3 separate regions of the Zea mays genome follow, and regions 1 and 3 are each linked to region 2. The links are chromatin contacts, called in public Hi-C maps. All regions are on one chromosome and are shown on one strand. Each heading gives the region's core, a stretch centred on a gene start, on an enhancer-like site or on the middle of the called end of the contact. The rest is flanking DNA. Distances are from core to core; before and after follow the strand shown. Region 1 holds the start of LOC100280478 (xylanase inhibitor protein 1). Region 2 holds the start of LOC100280600 (IAA24 - auxin-responsive Aux/IAA family member). Region 3 holds the start of LOC100272246.

Evidence for each region. Hi-C and Micro-C count contacts between places; a contact is called where the count stands out from the background.
Region 1: a Hi-C map of tassel shows a contact between it and region 2, with 5 times the contacts expected there. The contact joins the promoter of LOC100280478 here to the promoter of LOC100280600 in region 2. A contact is called at or near these places in 4 of 25 Hi-C or Micro-C datasets (bundle sheath, ear, endosperm and 1 more).
Region 3: a Hi-C map of tassel shows a contact between it and region 2, with 2.5 times the contacts expected there. The contact joins the promoter of LOC100272246 here to the promoter of LOC100280600 in region 2. A contact is called at or near these places in 4 of 25 Hi-C or Micro-C datasets (bundle sheath, ear, endosperm and 1 more).

The regions. Positions count from the first base shown.
Region 1 is chr7:10,732,743-10,736,391 of Zm-B73-REFERENCE-NAM-5.0, reverse strand. It overlaps LOC100280478 (xylanase inhibitor protein 1), which reads left to right and starts at 1,533. Exons shown (of 1, transcript NM_001153398.2): 1 at 1,533-2,690. The coding sequence starts at 1,591. The coding sequence ends at 2,514. It overlaps LOC100384250 (Guanylate-binding family protein), which reads right to left. Exons shown (of 17, transcript NM_001357883.1): 15 at 3,466-3,649; 16 at 2,997-3,268; 17 at 2,583-2,888. The coding sequence ends at 2,744.
Region 2 is chr7:11,124,187-11,127,999 of Zm-B73-REFERENCE-NAM-5.0, reverse strand. LOC100280600 (IAA24 - auxin-responsive Aux/IAA family member) reads left to right here and starts at 1,700. Exons shown (of 3, transcript NM_001153519.1): 1 at 1,700-2,028; 2 at 2,147-2,473; 3 at 2,592-3,000. The coding sequence starts at 1,811. The coding sequence ends at 2,655.
Region 3 is chr7:10,855,384-10,858,950 of Zm-B73-REFERENCE-NAM-5.0, reverse strand. LOC100272246 reads left to right here and starts at 2,123. Exons shown (of 7, transcript NM_001146741.1): 1 at 2,123-2,445; 2 at 2,598-2,696; 3 at 2,814-2,933. The coding sequence starts at 2,269.

The DNA.
Region 1 (3,649 bases), core at 284-2,783, 390 kb after region 2:
TAATTCAACCTCGTGCGAAGTAAAATTTGCGATATTAGATTTATCAAATGCACGTACTAGTCTCCTATAATCGTTTTGCATACCCCCTATGATATTTTGCATTTGTTCACGCTGTTCATCTACATAATTTCTAAGAGATTGTAGCTTGTTTGTATTACTTACATTGGGGATTTCTAGTGTGGGTCGGAGCGAAGCCGGATCCGTCGCCCGATGTCGGACGACCTTGTTGTTCCTGTCCACTTTGAAGTTGGCCAAGAACTTTGCTTTTGCCTCCTGGATCATCTGCTCCTTGTGCTCCTCGAATTAGAGCTGTTCGTCAGCCGGCAAGGTCTCCCAAGTCGGCTCTATGATGTTGCTTGGGGAAATATCAGAGCTATCTCTTGAACCGGCCATTGAGGGCCGATTTGATGCGTCTATATCTGTTTGTCCCCAACGGAGTCGCCAAAAAGTATGTTGACACCTTTTTGGAGGCGCCAATCACTCAAAAGAACCAGCGGCGGTGCTCTCTGGTCAGGCGCGGACGGTCCGCGGCACAGAGCCGGACGGTCCGCGGCCTGGCGCGAGGCGGCGGTGCTCTCTGGTCAGGCGCGGACAGTCCGCGGCCAGAGGCCGGACGGTCCGTGACCTGGTGCAGAGGCTAGGGTTTCCTGCTTGACGGCCGGACGGTCTGCGCCCTAGGGCCGGACGGTCCGCACGTGCGCAGGGGTGGCGGAAGATCGCCGGCGGCGCCTGGATCTCGCTCCCGGGAGGGACCCCGTCGGGGAGGAGAAATCCTAGGAGATGTCTAGGCTCGGGTAGACCGACCTAGACTCCTCTAATCGACGTAGAGTCGAAGAGAAGCGGAAGATTTGGGGATTGGAAGACTAAACCTAAACTAGACTAGAACTACTCCTAGGATAAAATGTAAATTGTATTGATTGAAGGTTCGATTTCTTGTTCAAATCGACCGTATACCTCTTTATTTATAGAGGAGGGGGACTGGACCCTTTACAAACTAATTTCCGAGCGAATCCCGCGAATCTAGCTAACAATCGTAGCACAAAACTCGGAACCCTAAACTACTCTGCGCACGCGCGGACTGTCTGGCCCACAGGTGCGGACCGTGCGGACCGCGGACCGTTCGGCCTCAGGGCCGGACTGTTCGCACCTTAATTTGGTGCCGAACAGGAATGATACTACGCGATAGGTATGTACCCGTTGCCATGCTTAATATATGGACGAGAAGGTTCCTATCACGTTCTATTATTTTAAAGGTTGATGTAGAAAGACGACAAATTCAAATCGGCCAGGCAACAATTATTTTAAAGGCAGCAGTGGGTAATAATGCAAGGGGCGGACACGAGACACTGCGTCGTGCGTCGGTCAAACACAACAGCATGCATAGTCGATTCGCCGCCATGCTATGTACCACGTCCACGTCCTTCTAGCTCGGTGAGCTGTCCTCCTCTTTCCCGATTCGATCCAAAACAAGACAAGTCTAAGACGAACACCAAATGAAAGGCATATAATGGGTGATGGGTGACTGCTGCTACACGCACACGCAAGAGTAGTGACGAGTAGTGGTAGCAGCAATTAACCAACGAGACACCAATGGCGGTCGCAAGTAATAGACCAGCAACCACTCTACTGCCCCTGGCGGCCCTTGTGGCCGTCGCTGGCTCCCTCTTCCTCGCCGGCCCGGCCGCGGCCGCGGGGAAGACCGGGCAGGTGACTGTCTTCTGGGGCCGGAACAAGGCCGAGGGCACGCTCCGAGAGGCCTGCGACACGGGCACGTACACCATCGTCGTCATCTCCTTCCTCAACGTCTCGGCCGGCCCCGGCAACAGCCCGCCGAGCCTGGACCTCTCGGGCCACCCCGTCGCCGGCATCGGCGCCGACATCAAGCACTGCCAGTCGAAGAGCATCATGGTGTTCCTCTCCCTCGGCGGCCGGCAGCACTCCCTGCCGAGCGCCGAGGCCGCCGCGGACCTCGCCGACTACCTCTGGTACGCCTACTTCCCGGCGCCGGCGCCGCGCGCCGGCGTGCGCCGCCCGTTCGGCGACGCGTACGTCGACGGCCTCGACTTCTTCCTCGACCGCGGCGGCCGCCCGCCGCCGGACCACCTCGACGCGCTGGCCGCGCGCCTGTGGAGCTACAACCGGCAGTTCCGCGCCCGCACGCCCGTGCAGCTGTCGGCGACGCCGCGGTGCGCGTTCCCGCCGGACGGGCCGGCGCTGCGGCTGCTCGCCACGGGGCTCGTTACCCGCGTCAACGTCAGGCTCTACGGCGACGCGCGCTGCGCCGCGTACTGGCAGCAGGAGTGGGACAAGTGGGCCGCGGCGTACCCGGGCTCCGGGCTCTACGTCGGCCTGCCGGCGTCGGAGCGGACGGTCGGGTACGTGCACCCCAAGAACCTGTACTACGGCGTCCTCCCGGTGGTGCAGAAGGCGCCCAGCTACGCCGGGATCATGATCTGGGACCGCTACGCCGACAAGCAGACCAACTACAGCAGCTACGCCATTCAATGGGCTTGACACTACGGAGACAAACCCCAGAGGATCAGAGCTTAATAAATAAACAAACAAATAAATCCAAGAAGTTTAGCAAGCAGCCATATATTTATACAATTGACAAACCTTCTGGGTTTCATATTTACAGCAACACCCGAGTTTTGACTCATAATCGAAGAATGCAGTGTTGGAATAAGCATGATACAACTATATGTGCACGCTAATGGTGTGATTGTGCGCATGGTTCGAGGGATCAGTCTGTTCTTGTGCGACTGGAGCTTCTGTAATAAGCCCCGTTGTACAGAGGTAGCAGTGACCGGGCAATTCCCCTCCTTCCACCGAGGCAACGCCAATAAAACGCCAAAAACAACAGGACAGCGCAGATCGGGAACGCCCATCTGTGCATATAAGGGTAGTAACATCACAGTAGTATAGCAGCAGACAGTAGATAGAGAGATGCCATGCATGGGCAGCGTAGAGTTGGGAAGGGAGGGAGAACTCCTGACCTGTCAAGATCAAGAACGGGGCTGTAGACGACGGTTTCCCAAGAAGAGACGATCGCGTGCCAGGCGGGGTTGTAGTACAGGGACTCCGACGACCAGAACAGCCTCGTGTATGTCTCTAGGAAGGCAAACATCACCCACGCAGCAACTTCGAGCAGGAAGAACTTGACCAAGAAGCGCCCAACGACAACCATGGCCAGGGAGAATATGGCGAGCCAGTTGAAGAGCTTGTTGTTGTACTCCTTGATGAAAAGAGCACGGGACCTTGCCAGCATCTGGGAAGCGTGCATGCATAAACTAGGTTCAGTTTAACCTTGTCAGGACTCAGGAAAGGGAGCACATCCAAAAGGGTGATTCTATATTTTGTTACTGGGTGGACCACAAAATCTGCACTATCCATGAAATACATCATATAGTCATATAATCCTCATGGAAAAAAAGCAATCTCAACTCGTAAGTGGAAGAGAGAAACCTTTGACATCCGGTGTCGATAGCTTTCCTTGGCTGGCCCCACACAGTCCGTTTCAAAACTTCGATTGCAGAGAAGGAATCCGGCATCAAATTTCGCCATGGACGGAAGCTTCAAGACTTGGAGTCGTTCCATTTTATCTTCGCACTCTGAGAACCGTGCTTCGCACAGCTTTGATGACTGATAC
Region 2 (3,813 bases), core at 451-2,950:
CCAAAAGGTAGATCAATCATGAGTCTGCATGCATCTGCCTGTGTGCGTGGTTGTTTGTGTATGCCGCACAGTGTGCATGCAGAGCACATCCGAGAGTGACTCAGTCTTGGATCCGGTTTCCTGGGAGCAGCCACACCGCGCGCGACGTGCCTGTGCATTGCTCTGCTGCATGGCCACATGCGGTTTACCCGCTCCTCTGCTCAACTGTGTGCATGGCAGTCAAAGATTGCTTTTTTTTCTTTCGGACACAAGTGTGTGCATGCAGTCAAAGATCCGATTTCCTCTATGATCGCCGCATAGACCGCAAGCCAGGCCGTTCGCTTCGGCCTGCCGATGCCAACCTTGCGCCCTTGCCCATCTGCTGACGCCATGGCAGAAGCTTGCACACGCGGCTTGCGGCGGACCTCGGTCTCGCTCGTGTGGCACACGTCGGCTGGGACGAAGCTCGCCCATGGGTAGCCTACAGCGTGACATTGAGTTGACCTGCGCGTGTCGTCGTTACACGCAGTCACGGTGCTGCTATGTTCGGCCGTGTGGTTCCCGACGGTCGCGACACGCTCTCGCACACCAATATCAAATTCAACGTTTGCGGCAGGCACATGCGGCGGCGGCCGGCATGCACGCAGTGCACTACGTGCCGACGCGGGGGTGAGGGACGGCGCTGCTGGCGCGGTCTCTAGTGGTGGCGCTAGCCACACCGAGCGGGGGCGGGTAGATCCATTCTACTAACAAACAAAATCATACCACTCAATTTGGTTGCGTAGATGAATCTGAGCCGGTCGCGTAGGACAGTTCGGCTAAACCGGAGGACCTGCCGGCGTGATGGAGGGTCGGTGCCGATCGAATCCGTAGCAACATTAAGGTAGAGCGTGCTGATAACGTGTTAAGAACTACGTCAACACGGATCATCAGATCCACTCCCTTTCCTCCCGTCAGCAGTAGAGGCGCAAGAAGCTGTAGAGTACCAGTCTCCCTTCCCATTAGCACGACAGAGGAAACACAATAGATATGATGTAGGGTTGGGCCTCTGACCTCTTTCTCTTCTCTATTCCATATGAGGGGTACAAGTTCTATATATAGAGACGCGATAGCCCTCAGAGCTATATTCAGTATTTGCCCATGTAACCCTTCATTAGTGTTTCTCAACACAAACCAGCCTCATCATGTCGGCGTGTGGGGAAACCTCCCAGCATCTCCCTCTCAAGTCTCACCTCCAGTCCGTCTCCGTCCACAGCAATTTGAAAAAACCGCGTCTATTTTTTTCTTCCCACGAACACGAACACGTTGCGCACACGGGCGGAGCCCTGCCCGCGCGTCCAACCGCCGACACGTGTGCACTGCCGGTTGCCCACCCAACCCAATCACACGGCGCCTTGCCCCGCAGGCAGGTGGGCCCCGCGCGACCGCGCACCACGTGGGCTGCCGCCTCCCGGCCCCAACCGTCCCAGGCCCGACAAGGAATCTCCACCCCACGACCCCGCGTCCAAGCCTCCCAGGCCCCACCTGTCGGCCCGGGCCCAGGCAGCGGCATCGGGCCATGCCGCCGGCCCACCTGCCCCCCTGGCCCCGCTGCCACCCCCGCCGCGGGACACGCGCCTCCGCGCCACCATTTAAAACGCGCCAGCGCCGCGGCGGTGGCGAAAGCCTCGTCGCAACCAGTCAACCACCCTATAAAGCGCGGGGTCTCAGTCTCACCGGCACCTCTTCAATCCCAGTCCCACACAAAGTTTCTCCTCGATCCTCATCTCCTCCCTCTCTCGAGTCAAGAGCAGAGCAGCTACCAAACAAGCTCTCCTTTCGCTTCCGATCCATGGAGCTCGACGCCGACAACCTGAGCGCCACCGAGCTCCGCCTCGGCCTGCCTGGGACCAGCAGCAGCAGCAGCGACGACTGGCAGAAGAAGCCGTCGCCCTCCGTCGGGGCCAAGCGCGCTCTGGACGACGGCACCAAGAGCGAGGCCTCGGGGACCAGCCCGGCCGCCAGAGACCTCGACTTCGACCACGACCACGACACCGCCGCGCCTCCCAAGTAAGAACTAGACCCCCCATGTACACGCTCCCAGCTCCCTTCGTAGGCACCGCCTGCATCAAGATTCAATTCAAGAGACAGGGGTGCATGGGCTAACCTGCCTTTTTCGCTTCGTCAGGGCGCAAGTGGTCGGGTGGCCGCCGGTGAGGGCGTACAGGAAGAACACCTTCCAGGCGGCGGCGGCGGCCAAGAAGGTCGAGCAGAAGCAGAAGCAGCAGCAGCAGGGAGGCCTGTACGTGAAGGTGAGCATGGACGGCGCGCCGTACCTCAGGAAGGTGGACCTCCGGATGTACAAGGGGTACAGGGAGCTCAGGGAGGCTCTGGACGCGCTCTTCACCAACTCCTTCTCCGCGGCGGCAGAGGGCGGCGGCGACCACCACCAGCACGCCATCGCCTACGAAGACAAGGACGGCGACCTCATGCTCGCCGGAGACGTGCCCTGGGAGTAAGTACACCGTCGGGTTCGGATCAGCAAGCATGCTGCTCCGTTCTGTGGATCTGAGGATACGTTTGGTGAACAGAAGCCTGATTAATTGTGATTCTTAATTTCACCCCCTTTGCAGTATGTTCATCTCTTCGTGCAAGAAGCTCAGGATAATGAAGGGCTCTGCCTCTGAGGCCAGGTGATCGCTGATCCATACATAAACAGAGGCTACAGACACGCCACCTGGGAACGCGGATCCAAGAGCACACACGGATCGTACTTGACGAGGAAGGAGGGAGGAGCAGTGTGGCTTGAGCTCTCCAGTGTTGTACAAAGACATGTTTCTTTCTGAACCCAAAAGGGAGAAAGATGTATGAAGCGTGTATATAAGATCTTAGCTAGCAGTTTGTTTTCATTTGTATGAGCGATCGAAGGCTGTAAAAAATGAAAAAGAAAAAAGAAAAGGGAATGAGAAATTGACTAAAGCTGGTCATTTTTCCTCTCCACAGGCTCAACTCTGTATGAGAAAAAAAAGACATTTTTCCGGTCACTGTGATTTTGCATGATCCCTTCATGTATACTACGCTTGTAAACCAAATGAGCATTTCCCCCATGCGGCAAATCAAGCATCTGCCTTATCCAACAACCCCATCTAGTTTTGGAGTCCAAGAGCTTCATCCTACCCTATACTCTGGCCTGGTAATTCAGAACTCAGATCTGGAGAACTGGACGGCACAACACATGAACATGACGGAAACAGATCTGGAATGGGCTTAAAAACATGATTATTTTTCCCCAAGTACATTTCTCGGAGACAGGCCATGATAAGAAATTAAGGCACAAGGTTGTTTATATTAGTAAAAAAACACACACACACAAAATAGCAAAAGAAAATAACTAAGCAGCAGTAAGACATATAATCACAAGTTTAAGCAATCTATTCAAAAGTTACTGATATTTTTTGTAATGCTAAATAAACATCATTAAGTTAACTATAACAAACCTAACTAGGGATATAAATGTTAATATTTGTTTCCTATAAAAGTTACCAAACCTAACAAAATTCGACTTGCCCAAGCCCTACTACGGTTACGTTCTCTTTTTTTTCTTTCTTTATTTGAGGGAGTAATAGACAACAGCCACCGGCCATTGTTGAAGCTGTAAAGAAGATAAGGCAGCGTCCATGCCTGCCACTCTGCCAGTGCCGGCTGCCGGACAAAGCGGGCATGGACCAAGAGGTGAAAGGGAACCCCGGGGGGAAGAATCCAAACGCACGGAAAGCCACGCACGCTGTCTGCGAGGAGCCGAGCATTTCATGGCAGGATATGCAGGGCGGCATTTCAGAGGACATGATGATACGG
Region 3 (3,567 bases), core at 874-3,373, 270 kb after region 2:
CCATACCGGCGCACCGGACACTGAACAGTTCATGTCCGGTGCGCCACCGGACATCGAGGCGGGCCCAGAAGTCAGAACTCCAACAGTTAGATTCCAACGGCACTGGTGACGTGGCTGGGGCACCAGACATGTCCGGTGTGCACCGGACTGTCCGGTGCGCCATCGAACAGACAGCCTCCACCAACGGTCATTTTTGGTGGTTGGGGCTATAAATACCCCAACCACCCCACCATTCATTGCATCCAAGTTCTCCACTTCCCAACTACTTACAAGAGCTCTAGCATTCAATTCTAGACACACCAAAGAGATCAAATCCTCTCCAAATTCCACACAACGCTCTAGTGACTAGAGAGAGATTTGCTTGTGTTCTTTCGAGCTCTTGCGCTTGGATTGCTTTCTTCTTTCTTGATTCTTTCATTGCGATCAAACTCACTTGTAATTGAGGCAAGAGACACCAAACTTGTGGTGATCCTTGTGGGAACTTTGTGTTCCAAGTGATTAAGAAGAGAAAGCTCACTCGATCCGTGGGATCGTTTGAGAGAGGGAAGGGTTGAAAGAGACCCGGCCTTTGTGGCCTCCTCAACGGGGAGTAGGTTTGCGAGAACCGAACCTCGGTAAAACAAATCCCGTGTCACACTCTCCATTTGGTTGCGATTTGTTTTTCACTCTCTCTCGTGGACTCGTTTATATTTCTAACGCTAACCCGGCTTGTAGTTGTGTTTATATTTGTAAATTTCAGTTTCGCCCTATTCACCCCCCCCTCTAGGCGACTATCACCTCCGCCTCGCCCAACCCAGGGCTCGGACCGACCACGCCACAGGAGGGGCCATCATTACCCTACCCCTAGCTAGCTCTGGCTACGGGGGACAAGACCAGCGTCCTATCTGGCTTGCCCCGGTAAAACAAGTAATGATGGCGCCCCGCGTGCTCCATGACGACGGTGGCTCTCAGCCCCCTTACGGAAGCAAGGAGACGTCAGCAAGGACTCGACAGCCCCGACAGCTGTCCTTCCGCAAGGCTCCAGCGCTCCTCCGACGGCCACGACATTACACGAACAGGGTGCCAAAACCTCTCCGGCTGCCACGACGGCATGTACTTAGGGCACTAGCTCCTCTCTGCTAGACACGTTAGCACACTGCTACATCTCCCATTGTACACCTGGACCCTCTCCTTACGCCTATAAAAGGAAGGTCCAGGGCCCTCTTACAGAGGGTTGGCCGCGCGGGGAGGACGAGACGGCGCGCGCGTAAGCCTCTCGCTCCCTCCCATGCGGACGCTTGTAACCCCCTACTGCAAGCGCACCCGACCTGGGCGCGGGACAAACACGAAGGCCGCAGGTTTCCCCTTTTTACGCCTGTCTCCCTCTGGCTTTCCCCCCTTCGCGCTACGTCTCGCGCCGACCCATCTGGGCTGGGGCACGCAGCGACAATTTACTCGTCGGTCCAGGGACCCCCCGGGGTCGAAACGCCGACAATGGGCAAATACCGGTTTTACCCCTGATACATAGTTTGGGTACTCTAGTATTGAGCTCAATCCACATGTATTGAGGTGGATTGGGTGAAACTAATTTACACCCTCACCTCAATACACGTGAATTGGGGTTAATATTAGAGTATCCAAACAAAGTCTGTATATAAAGAACCTCTACACCCCTTATAATAAAATGCAGACAGAAAGAGGTTAGATACTCAATCCTACATGTGTCTTGTGTATTTCTCTGTGTATGTGGTTTGTTGGGAAGAGAACGACTTTGTACGACTTCTGGTGGCTCTACCGCGTACGGGAGAAAAAGGACAGGGAAACGAAAAAAAGTAATGATTTTTTACTGGTTCTGCAAAACTTGTCTTGTGCCTCTTGTTCGTGTGCTCTGGGCTCGTCCTGATAAATTTCTTTTAGCAAATCTTGTCGGATCGCCGGTCACCGGGCCGTCCCACTGCCCCAGCCCAGACAGACGTTACGGCAGCCGAACGCGGTCCGCGAGGCCCAGTTCCGTACTGTTTGTATCTCAGGAGTGTATGGCCCACATAACTCACGGCCCATAGCTCTTCGCCTCTTTCCCCTTCCCCTGCCTCTACTAAAGAAACGCCCGACGGCAGCCTCCGCTTCCTCCTACAGCTTCACACTTCCCCAGCAGAGCAGGCAAACCGCTCCCAGTCCCAGTCTCTCACCTGAGGTGACTGGCGTCTCTTGTCGCAAGCCGCCAGAAGCTTCGGCCCCTGACGCGTGGGGGCCCCGTCCGCCCCCGCCCCCGTCCCCACGTTGCCGGCCATGGCGGGGCAGCCACCGCCGTCCGGGGCCTCCGAGGACGACTTCCTCGAGCACTTCTTCGCCTTCCCCTCCGCGGCCTCCGCCGGCGCTGCCGGGGGCCACGCGGGCGCCGGTGTTGGCGGGGACCACCCCTTCCCCCTCGCCCTCAGCCTCGACGCCGCCGCCGAGGCCAAGCCGGTGAGCTCCCAAGTCCCAAGCCCCGCGGGACTGGCCCCTTCACCTTCACCTGCCTTGCTCCTGCTGTGTTACTAGTCGTCCAAGCGGGAGCGGGCGTGCTCGCGAGTGAATCAACAAGTGCCTGGCTGAGTGTGTCTGGGTGCCTTTCGCAGGACCGTGATCCCGTGCAGCTCGCCGGCCTCTTCCCGCCGGTGTTCGCTGGCGCCGGCGGCGTGCACCAGCCGCACCTCCGCGGCCCACCGCCTCCGCAGGTAGCAGCCGCAGGACCAATTTGGCGTCGCAGCTGAATGCTATGCTCCCCTCCTTTTTTTTCTCCTCCCCTCGGGAATTTTCGATGCTGCTGCTGATTCTTTGCCGTTTCCACGCAGATGTTCCAGGCGCAGCCGAAGCCGGGCGAGGGAGGCATGGCGCCGCAGCCGCCAGCCCCGCGGCCCAAGGTGCGCGCGCGGCGGGGGCAGGCCACCGATCCCCACAGTATTGCGGAGAGGGTAAATTTACCTAATGAACCTCACCCTTTGGATGTACAATAATTGCAATTTAGGTCGCGCTTTCGTAATCTCATTGCAGACGCTTGCGCAATCTGCGGTTGATGTAGCCAGTAGTGCCTGTAGTGGCCCACGAGATTTCAGGTGCCGTTTTCTGTTATCAGGAACTTGCTTTCCCCCGTGCTTCTCTCGGGTGTGAACTAGATTAGCGGATGTAAATGGGCGTGTTTAAGGGCATGTTTGGTTTCACTCAGATAAGCATTATCAGCTAAACTTTAGTTATCTTGAAACCAAACAGTCTCGACAATGATAGATAAACTTTAGCTAGAGCTCATATTTTATTATCTCATCATCTTCTGAACTCCAGCTAATGGCCGCTAATACTGGGTGATTGACTCGTATACCATGATTTTCACCTGTCCTGGACATAGTCCCGCGATATTAAAAAAGGTATCTATATCCTTTTGTCTGTATTAGCTAGTTCATTATCTAGGAAACCAAACACCTCACTGCTAACTAAACTTTAGCTAGCTAATAATACTTTCAATTAAACTTTAGCTAGCTAAAGTTTAGCTAAGGTGGAACCAAACAGGGCCTAAGGGAAATGTTGTTTTCATATCTTGCTGTCGGGTGGACG